Regions from separate parts of the Sus scrofa genome. Here region 2 is linked to region 1. The links are chromatin contacts, called in public targeted proximity ligation maps. All regions are on one chromosome and are shown on one strand. The core of a region is the stretch at or near the end of the contact, and the rest is flanking DNA. Distances in the headings are between cores, read along the strand shown. Region 1 has its middle 200 kb from the start of RBFOX2. Region 2 overlaps LOC110260651 (a long non-coding RNA gene).

What was found.
Region 2: a targeted proximity ligation map of skeletal muscle shows a contact between it and region 1, with 3 times the contacts expected there. A contact is called at or near these places in 9 of 47 Hi-C or Micro-C datasets (embryonic fibroblasts, fetal heart ventricle, heart right ventricle and 3 more) and 1 of 2 datasets of targeted methods (skeletal muscle).

The regions. Positions count from the first base shown.
Region 1 is chr5:11,602,918-11,608,282 of Sscrofa11.1, reverse strand. No RefSeq gene overlaps it. Among named protein-coding and RNA genes, the nearest start is that of RBFOX2, 200 kb to the left of the region's middle.
Region 2 is chr5:11,956,632-11,962,480 of Sscrofa11.1, reverse strand. It overlaps LOC110260651 (a long non-coding RNA gene), which reads right to left. Exons shown (of 2, transcript XR_002343916.1): 2 at 1,393-2,926. Among named protein-coding and RNA genes, the nearest start is that of SYN3, 58 kb to the left of the region's middle.

The sequences.
Region 1 (5,365 bases), core at 2,318-4,817:
CCAGCAGAAGCGTGAACTTCTGGAAAGGTATGCGATGGAGATGGGGCTGGCAGTGGCAGGCCATGGAGAGCTGTCAGGGCCACACTAAGAAGTTCAGGCCTTATCCTGTATGACAGCATTCCTCAAAGTGCTCCCCAAACCATCTCAAGGCATCCAAGAGGTCAAAAGTATTACCATAGTAATGCTTACACATTATTTGCTTAAAAAAAACCCAACCTTGTTGACATATGCAATGATGTGAAACAACAGGTAGTCATTCTACACTTACCACTGTGCACTTGCAATTAAAAAAAATTTTTTTTGGAGATCCCTGGTGGCACAGTAGGTTAAGGATTTGGCGTTGCCTCTGCTGTGACTTGGGTCACATCTGTGGTGAGGTTTTGATTCCTGGTCCCAGAACTTCCGCATGCTGTGGTCACTGCCAAATATATAAATTTATACCTGGAGATTGGGGCTCAGTGAGTAAGAACCCAACTAGTATCCATGAGGATGTGGGTTCGATTCCCGGCCTCGCTCAGTAGGTTAAGGGTCCGGCGTTGCTGCAAGCTGTGGGATAGGTTGCAGGTGGGGCTCAGGTCTGTCTTTGCTGTGGCTATGGTAAGGCTGGCAGCTGCAACTCTGATTCGACCCCTAGCCTGGGAACTTCCATATGCCGCAGATGTGGCCCTAAAAAGACCAAAAAAAAAAAAAAAAAAAAAAGAAAGAAACAAAAAATAGTCTTGCTTTATTTGCAGATATCCTTGATGAAACAGTAAAATCATTATTTTTATTACAGCTTGATCCTTGAGCAAATGACTGTCTAAATTCTGTGTAATGGAGTCAGACATATGCATACAGCAATTCTGTTCCATCAAAATACCATGGTTATCTCTAGGAAAGGCGCTTACGTAATTGTTTGAGGTGCAGGTGAAACCAGCTGTTTTTCACAGAACACCGTTTTTACTTGGTGTTCTGAAAAAAAAATTGTGGTTCTTCAGATTTGGATACTTGGCAGACATCTTGGAATGAAGGCGGTGACTCTTGTCACTGAAAGCAAAACAACTGACAGTACTTGTTGCCAATGACAAAATTCAAGCTTTTGAGCAAAAACTAAAATGCTGAAAATTTCACAGTGTGGATTTGACAGTGTGTCGATTGTAACAGAACTTGCTGGTGAGATCCATGGTGATATATCAAGGGTGATATTAATCATGACATTTTTCGTTATAGTGTAATGAAATATGTCAGTGTTTCAGAGTCAGTGACCCAGTATTTTCCACAGGACCAACGCATGATGTTACAGAATGGTACACGGATAAAAGACCTATTAAAAAGGCAAGAGAGGATCAGTGGATTTTAACATAACAGTAAGAAAGTTCCGTTGATAGGATTTCAGATTCCGTATTGCAACTAACCTTTAAGAAACTACCACTTGTTGAATTTTCATGTAGTATTAAAGGTGAATATTCACAATTTTCTGCAAGGACTATTAAAATACTCCTCCTCTTCCACGTACATAGTTGTGTGAGGTCTGATTTTCTTCATAAACTTCAACCACAACAGTATATTGCAACAGATTGACTGTGGAAGCAAAGATGAGAATCAAGCTGTTTTCTATTTAAACCAGCCAATAAAAAGATTTGCAAAACTGTAGAAAATTGCCACATTGCTCACTGTTAATTTTTGTTTTGGGAAACTTAGCTATCTTTTCAGAAAAAAAAAATTCAAATGTAATGAGTATTCTTTTTTTTTTTTTTAGGGCTGCACCCTCGGCATATGGAGGTTCCCAGGCAAGGGGTCAAATCAAAGCTGCATCTGCTACCTACACCACAGCTCACGGCAACACTGGATCTTTAATCCACTGAGCAAGGCCAGGGATCGAACCTGCAATCTCATGGTTCCTAGTCGGATTCGTTTCCACTGAACCATGATGGGAACTCCCTCTACTTTTCTTTAAAATTAATATAAAAGTATTTAAAATATTCTTACTTTTCATTCCTTTCTCTTTTTTGGGCCGTGTTTATGGCAAGACCTGAGGCACTACAGTGACAATACTGGATCCTTAACCCACTGAGCCACAAGGGAATTCCACTTTTAATATCTAATACAGTAACCATTCAGGTCCAAGATGTGGCTCAGATCCCGCATTGCTGTGGCTCTGGTGTAGGCTGGCGGCTACAGCTCCAATTGGACCCCTAGCCTGGGAACATCCATATGCCGTGGGTGCGGCCCTAAAAAAGACAAAAAGACAAAAAGACAAAAAAAAAAAAAAAGATTGCAAAGAGAATCTAAGGACGAAACATTTGATTAATGCAAGCAAAGAGCAGTCAGCAGCAAATTGGAACAAGAGAAGAGATTTTGTTCTCAAAAGATCCTTCTAGAAGCAATGTGGAAGCCAGGTGAAAGTGGAACCAGGTTGCAGGCAGGTACTCCAGCCAGGGAATGAAACGTGATGAGGAGAGAATAATGAGTGTAGCAACCGGGATGGGAGAGGAAAGGATTTGGAGAAGGAATATTCCAGAAGTAGAAATGTCAGGATGTGCTGATTATCCACCCCTGCCCTACCATTATTCCTACCTCAGCAAGCATCACTTTCATCTGTATTCTTTTTAGTCTTGGCTGATGGTCAAGTGGGCATCAAGCTTAATGTGCCCCAAAATAGACCCGATTTCCGCTACCCCAGACCTGCTTATTTTACAGTTGGGAAAACCAAGGCTCACAGAACTTAAGAACTAACCAGGGTCCTGTGTATAAACAGAAACAAGATCGGTGCCCTGGTCTCAGGTTTGCTTGTTTCTAAAACTTAGGCTCCTTCCCTGACCCCAGCCTCCCTGTCTTCATGCATGGTGGGGGCCTTTGGGGCCCGAGGTGCATGCAGTTTCTGATGAACTCACTGAAAGGCCCATAGGGTCAGGGGACCAGGGGCTGTCTGTTGACCTTCCAGGCAGAGCTGGAATCTGAGGACACCAGTTTGGTCCAAAAGCCCTGGCTGGGGAGTTGGTAAAGGGGAAAATATTTTTAACAAAATCCTAAGAGGTGTTGGTTTTTTTATCCCGATCTTCTGCTATCCCTCCAGTCTGCCCTGGCCAGTGTCAGTCACTGCGGCTCAAATTAAGCCTCATTAACGGAGAGGCAAGGCCTGGTGATCCCCGGGTGATTTAACCACAGAGTCCTTGAAAACATCAGACCCTGGGGACTCACAAGGGCTGCCTTCCAGTCAGACATCACAGAGTGGTCTGCAGAGGCCAAAAGAAGCTACATCAGGAAAAAGGGAGAGAGGCACGATCAATCTAAAGACCTTTTTATTCTGGGACTAAAGTGAGGCGGGCAGAGGTCGAACAAGCCTGGCTCCAAAGAACTCCCAGCCGGGCTAGGAAACGAGACGGTCACGTGACCGGCGTCCCCTCGGCTGTCCATGCAAATGAAACCGCGACCGCAGTATTACCCCGAATCGCAAGCTCTGGAGGTCCCTACCCATTTCATTACTGGGAGCGCCGCGTTTTCCTTGCATTTTCCAAGAACGCGCAGGGGTGCGGACACATGCTGGAGTCGCGGCCCGCGCGCTGCCTGCGGGCGGAGCGCCCCCTAGAGGCCGTCGGCTGCCGGCTCCCTCCCGCTGCGTAAAGAGGTGCTGGGGCTCCGCTCTGCTTAGGAGGCGCGGGAGCCCCGGAAAGCCCGTCCAAACGGTACCTTTTGAATGAGAGGGAGAGGAAACGGCTTCCCTTTGTGTTACCCTCTGAACCATAGTAAAGCGGCCAGGGATCCGAAAGGTTGTTTCCTATCCGTTTCCCCTATTTCTTCCGAGGTGGGATGGGGCGCGGCGCGGGCGGGGGGGGGGGGGGGATGCTGCCAGGAAGGGTTTGAGGGTGAGCGGCCCATGTGCTTCACTGTCTCCTTCTCCAGGCGCTCAGGGCAGGGAAATCTACAGCTCCCTCTGAAAGCTGGAGATCTGAGACCCCAGAGTTCCAGCATCCAGCACGGGGAGGGAGCAGGAGGAGAGACTATTTACTGACCGTTCCCTGTGGGCCACTGTTATAAGCACTTTTCACATATGCCTGCGCCTTTGATCCGCACAGCAACGGTATGAGGCAGATACTGCTATCAGCCCCATTTCACAGTCAGGCTTGGGGAGGTTAAGTGATTGCCCGATGTCCCACAGCTACTGAGGGCAGAGCAGGGTTCAAGTCCAGGCGAGGTGGCCCTGCAGGCCCGCTCTTCCTCACCGGGAGCTGGTTGTGAGGAGGCCCTCTGGCCTGAGGCCCCCACCCCCCGGAGGCTGGCCGGGAGGAACACAGGTTGAAATGATGACCGTTGTGGTCCGATTTATGTCTCAGGGGAGGCTATGGGCTCAGTTGATCAAACACTAGGTGTTGGTGTGAAGTATTTCATAGATAATGATTAATCTACAATCAGTTTACTTTTCGTCTTTTCCTTTGAAGGGCCATATCTGTGGCATATGGAAGCTCCCAGGCTAGGGTTGGAATCAGCGCTGCATCTGAGGCCTAGGCCACAGCCACAGCAACTGCCACATCCACTCGTGTTTGTGACCTGTGCCACAGCTTGCAGCAACACAGGATCCTTAACCCACTGAGGGAGGCCAGGGACGGAACCCGAATCCTCATGGGTACTAGTCAGGTTCTTAACCCGCTGAGCCACAATGGGAACTCCTGGGAAGGCTTTGAGAGCAGAACTGAAGCTTCGTTGAAGAAGAAATTCCACCCATGGACCGCAGTTGCAGCTCATGTTTGAGAGTCCCTGCCTTCCTGACAACCTGCCCTAGAGATTCTGGGCATGCCTACCAGCTCCCACAACTGCATAAATCAATTCCTTGCAATACATCTCTCAATATCCTACTGGTCATGTTTCCCCTGTTGAATCCCGAATGATGCAGTGAACAAAGACCACGTAGAGGCCTGTGAGGATGGGTGATCACACCCCTCCCTAGGACATGCTTCAGGGGGCGTCCCCTCCAATGGCTAGCTGCCATCCTGGGGACAGCTGGAAAATCCCCAATGGAATGAGATAAGAAATTTAGCTCAGATATTGAAAAAGGAAGGAAGAGACATTTTTGCACTCCCAAGTGTATGGGCCAAGTAGATCCACACCTGTTACACCATTGAAACACCCTGTAGCTACTTCAGGGTGCCAGAAAGGAACAGGGAGACAATCGTTTTCTATAATACTATTCCTAACCCAACCTGAGAGTATAACTAAGCGTAGCAACTACGTTGTGGTAAGAGAGTATTGTGTGGCCAGTGTTGCGTTTTACTTACATTATCTAACTTACTGCTTACAACAACTTTATGGAGGAGAGATGGTTTTGAGCTCCATCTGCAATAGAGGCACTGAGACCTGGAAAGATGAAATGATCGCCCCAGTGTTTCAT
Region 2 (5,849 bases), core at 626-3,125, 360 kb before region 1:
AAAAGCAAGGTCAGATCGCGAACTCAGAGAATGCCAGAGTAAGAGAGTAGGCAGGGATCTCAGCGACCATGGCAGGCTCTCCCTTCACTCACAGTAGGAAAATAGGACCCAGAGAGGAGTAGTGACTTCTTCAAGGTCACACAGCAAATGGGTGGCTGAGGAATTGATGTCAACTTTGGGGGCGTCTTTTGTCCAATCCAACAGGACCTACTGCGGCCCCAGAAGCCAAGTGACAGAGATAGGAGGAGAAAGACATAAAGTCAGGTTCAGCAAAGAACTTGACTGTCTGCTCTCGTGTTTCTGACATGGACCGCTAAGGGCTCGAACTCCAGGTAACACAGCTTATAGGACTGAATGGGCGTTCTCCCCAAAGGAGACGGAAAGAGCATCTAAGTAGGAAGGAAAACCTACTCTGGCTCATCAAGAAGGGGAAATTCATCTGTAAATTAAAGTGTGAAGGATAATCCATTCGCCAGTGGCAACCGGGGCACGTCTCCTTCCAGGTGCAGAAATGTCACTGTGTATATACCCCCCCTCTTTTTTTGGTCTTTTTGCCTTTTCTAGGGCCGCTCCCACGGCATATGGAGGTTCCCAGGCTAGGGGTCCAATCGGAGCTGTAGCTGCCGGCCTACACCACAGCCACAGCAACACAGGATCCCAGCCGCGTCTGCGACCTACACCACAGCTCACGGCCATGCCGGATCCTTAACCACTGAGCAAGGGCAGGGATCGAACCTGCAACCTCATGGTTCCTAGTCAGATTCGTTAGCCACTGCGCCATGATGGGAACTCCAACATACATCATCTTATCTAATTCTTATTTCCATTCTATAAGGATGTCCCCCCCACCCATTGTATAAGAGAAGAAATTGAAGCTCAGAGAGGTTGTGTACCTTCCCATAGGTCACACAGCTCTTTGGTAGCACAGCCAGGTCTGGAACTACATATTTCATCTTGAAGGCAATGGTTTAGCCTTGAGATTTTACAAACTATAATGACTCTGGGGTTGTCCTTCTGCTCTCAGGTCCTTTTTGTCCTCATCTATTGGGCGAGGTGGCTGAACAAGATCTCTTAGGTCTTGTTAATTCTGTCTGTAATTCTAGGATTCCTCTTGATGGGCTCTAGGCATCCAGGGTTTGATTGTCAAGCTCCTTCCAGCTACCATCATCGGTGTGAGATGGACACCTTCTCCTTTCCTGACTCTAATCTTGGCCCGTAGAAGCAAAGGAAAACCAAGTAGGGGTTTTAACAACCATGAAGAAAATAATCGATGAATACGGCCAACTGGTCAACCCCAGGGAACACTGTTAACATTGTTCCACCTTACAGGTCAATGCCCTTGAACTTTGGGAAGCCGGTGGGAAGGGAAATGGGATCTCTTCCTTTTACCTGATGAGGACCTCCTGCCCATGGCCTGCGACATCAGCCTCCACCTTCCCCCAGACGTTCAGCACCAGCTGCCATTCCCGTCGCTGAGCCCCCATGGCACAGTCTGCAGAAGAGAAACAGAGCAAGTGCGGGCGTACTGGGCGTCCTGGCTCTGACAGCTGGGGTTTGAGGCTGCCCAGACCAAAGGGGTTTTATACCTTCCCAGATGCCCGACAGAGATCAGTTGACAGCTGCTCGCTCCCTCTCTCCCCTCCCCCTGTCCCCTCCTCTTTCATGCAGGGGTCTAATCTTTTCCTTTCTCTAGCCCTCACATGGAAGCTATTTTGGGGCAGGTGCCATTGTGGAGAGGTAGGACAACTCAGGCCACGGGGGTGGGTTTGTGTGGGTGGAAAGAGTGAGGAGGAGCTTGGGCCACTGTCTGGACTCTCCGAGGCCAACAGAAAGGGCACCACCGAGGCCAATGCCAACGGCCTGAAACCCAACTCCCCCTGCTGTCATCCTTCTCAAGAGGACCTGTCATGTTTCTAAGCCTGGACAGCAGGCACCCCGGCTGGCCCTGTAGGAGTCTCTTCGCCCACCTTCTGCCCTCACCTGTCATTCCAGTGGGAAGGGGCCTAGATGGTTTTCTGCTTAGAGCTGGGTGAACCCAGTCAGAATCATAACCTCTTGGAGCCTGGATTTTCCCACCCTACCCAGAAAACTCCTGGTTTAGTGGCCTGGCTCAAACATTTCCCTCTGAAAAGTTTTGCTTGTCATAACCTTCAAGGCACAATTAATTGCTTGCTCTTTCCATCTGCTTGCGTGCGTTCCTGTTGCTCACCGCATCACATTAGATGTCTTTGTTTCCATACCAGCTCCTGGCTTAGTATCATGGCAGCCAATATGCACAGAGACTTTGCCGGGTGCCAGGCCCTATTCCAAGCGCTGTACATTTGGTGACTCCTTTAGACCCCAATAGCCTTATGGGGTTGATTAAAAATGGCCGTCACCCCCATCGCATGGAGGGCAAGTTAGGGAAAGCTGCCATGGTTGCACAGCTAGTTGATGGAAGATTTGGGATTTGAACCCAGGAAGTCAGGCCCTGAATGTGTGCTCCTGAACATCTTACTTTTCATGTGGGCAGGAGCTTTGTTTTATTCATCTGTGTAACCTTTGGGCCTTACACAGTGTGTGTACCAATTTTGAACTGAATAAATGTTCATTGAAAAAAAAAAGAGGGATGGCCTTGCAAGGAAGGCAAGTGAAGGATGATTGGCCTTTATTTTCCATCCATCTATCCATCCATCCTTCCATCCATGCTTCATCTGTCTATCCACTCACCTATCATCCATCAATCTGTCCATCATTTATCCACCGACTCATCATCTACCCACCCACCCATCATCCATCGCTCATCCATCTACCCACCCATCCACCATCTGTCCATCTGTCCAACACACAGTTACTGAGTACCTACTGTGTGTGTGAGAAACTGTGATACTTGCTGAGGACACAAAACCAAATAAAACACTTCCTGGTGTTCAAGAAACTCAGTTTCCTGGAGAGATAAGTAAGAGAAATGAATTTAGGGTACAGTTTATTTAGTGCTCTGATCAAGGTCTGCACAGAACGTTAAGAGTTTACGAAGTGCCTCCTTGGGCAGAATTACATCTCGTCTCCACAAGGTCCCTGAAAAGTCACGCGCATCATCCCACCCTGCCGCTGTGGACCATGAGACTCAGAAAGGATGAGCAGGTGTCCTGGCCCTCCTGGGTCTGTTTCAGACATGTCAGTTATGCCGCCCCACAGTGTACAGCTCTTGCTAAAGATAACTGCCCTGCCCCAGCCCTGAGTCCTGTCCTCCCCGTAAACCTGCAGCTGATTGGACACGGGCTAGGACTTAACCCAAGGCAGCCAATGGCAGGGCTCCGTCAATAGCCAATGTCTATTAACTCCACTAATCAGATCCCTGCTTTGAAATGTGAAACAGGGGTGACCAGCAGCAGTTGGCTGGGTGGTGGGGAATGCAGGGTCAAAGAAGGTTTCATGGCCAGCACTGGGTAAGAACCCCCAACCGGGTAAGACCCAGCGCAACCTTGGGTCTCCATTCCAGTCTCTGTGAAGTCAGCTCCAATTGCAATTGGAGGATTACCACCGGCTGCCACTTCCTGTGTGACCCCTTGTGTATCCTTGAGTGAGCCCCGTTTATTTATTGCATCAGCTGATTCCTGACAACCCAAAGAGCCCAGAGGCACACAGGCTGCAGTCAGGCACCCCTTCTGGACAACATACTTCTAAAATTACACGTGAGGCTCCATGTTAACCCAGGAGGCCCAGCTGGTCAACCTCCAGAAGCCATCCAGCCTTCACAGTGGACGACACATTAGCAAAATAAGTAGCTAAATGTCAGGGGGCTTTTCTCGGGGGCTAGCATTCACTCATTTGTTCGTTCGCCAGCCTGGTACTGAGGGCCTCCTCTGTCCAAGCCTAGGGTCAAAGGGCAAGGCAACTGGGAGAACATCTGCTGAGGATTCAGTTCTTACTTGCTAGAGGGTGAGCCCAGCAGCGGAGAAGGGGAGGGCAGAAGGAAGAGAGGAAGGGGAGTTCCCTTCGTGGCTCAGCAGTCAACAAACCCGACTAGGATCCCTGAGGATGCAGGTTCGATCCCTGGCCTTGCTCCATGGAATGAGGATCTGGTGTTGCCATGAGCTGTGGTGTGGGTGGCAGACAGGGCTCAGATCTCCAATTGCTGTGGCTGTGATGTAGGCCAGCAGCTGTAGCTCTGATTTGACCCCTAACCTGGAACCTCCATATGCCTTGGGGTGGCAAAAAAAAAAAAAAAAAAAAAAGAAGAAGAAGAAGGAAGGGAGGAGGCAGCCAGGAGCTGCAGCCCCCTGCCCCCCTTGCCCTGACTGGTCACAGCCCTGGTGGCCCTTCGGTGACACCACTGAAAAAATCATCACTAGGTTCTGATCTAAATCTTCAGCCCTGGCCATGCCGTTTTCAAACACCCTCTAGCTGATGCCCTCTTGAGGACCTCGGAGTGACTCCGAGGGTCTCACAGGGCCAGTCGATGGATCATCACCCCTGGCTGCACAGAAACAAAGGCTCGGCAGGTTATGCACCTGCCCCCAGGCTGCTAAGAGGCAAAGCTAAATCCGAAACCCCAATCCTCAGCCTTTCATCTCCAGCCTCTTGAGTTGTCTGGGGACAGCCTGAGTCCTTAAAATCTCAACAACTTGTTACCAGCACTCAAGTGTTTAATATGAAGCTGTCACCCCCTTGGCGGGCACCCCTATTAACTGGCAAGTTCATGGAAACCTGTGGCTTTGAAGTTGATGAACCTTTTAAGTTTTACCTTTTAAGCTAATAGGAAGGAACCAGCATCTGTTTGTACTTAACACATCTCTACAACAGAACTGGCGGTACCTAGCGGTTGCTATGGCTACCTGGAGTCACCAGCTTTGTTTGGGGGCTATAATTATCCATCCCTGTGACAGCCTTCAAATAGCCGGGGCAGGGAAACTAGAAAGGCACAGAATAGGAAAGTCAGGCTGTCTCTTCGTGCAAAACTTTCTTCAGCTGCACATCACGTACATGCAACACAGGCACGCACACACACCGGTGGGTTATTGTGACATTCATCAGAGCAGAACTGGACCCCACAGAGTGAGATCTGCCCCCTCCTCCTTCTCCCTTTCATATTGTAGATTTTTTTCTTTTTTTCTTTTTTGTCTTTTTGCCTCTTCTAGGGCCGTACCTGCAGCACATGGAGGTTCCCAGACTAGGGGTCCAATCAGAGCTGTAGCCACCAGCCTACACCATGGCCACAGCAACGCAGGATCCGAGCCACATCTGCAACCCACATCACAGCTCACAGCAACGCCGTGACTAGGAACCATGAGGACACAGGTTCGATTCCTGACCTCGCTCAGTGGGTTAAGAATCTGGCATTGCTATGAGCTGTGGTGTAGGCCGGCAGCTACAGCTCTGATTTGACTCCTAGTCTGGGAACCTCCATATGCCGAGGGTGCAGCCCTAAAAAGACCACCACCACCACAACAAATCCAAAATGAGAAGAAAAGAAATAAAAATTAGAGCAGAAATCAAAGACACTAAAAACAGGAAATCAATAGGAAAAAATCAAGTAAACTAAAATCTGTTCCTTTGAAACAATCAAGAAAATTTATAAGCCTCTAGCAAGGTTAAGAAAAAACTCTAGAGGGCCAAAGGCTTCAACTTTCACCACTCTGGAAACTTGGGTTCTAGATTCCAGAGTCAGAAAGCCAGAGAAATCTAGAATAGGGCCATGGGATTTAAAGCTAACAGAGGCCTTCTAGGGGCTCTGATCCAAGTTCCCACTACATGCAGGAATTCTCTCTGCAGATCACCATCTAGCATCTGCTTGAATACTCTTAGGAGCAGTGAGCTCACTACCGAAAGCTTTAAAGATGCATCTTTACATCAAACCAAAACGTGCC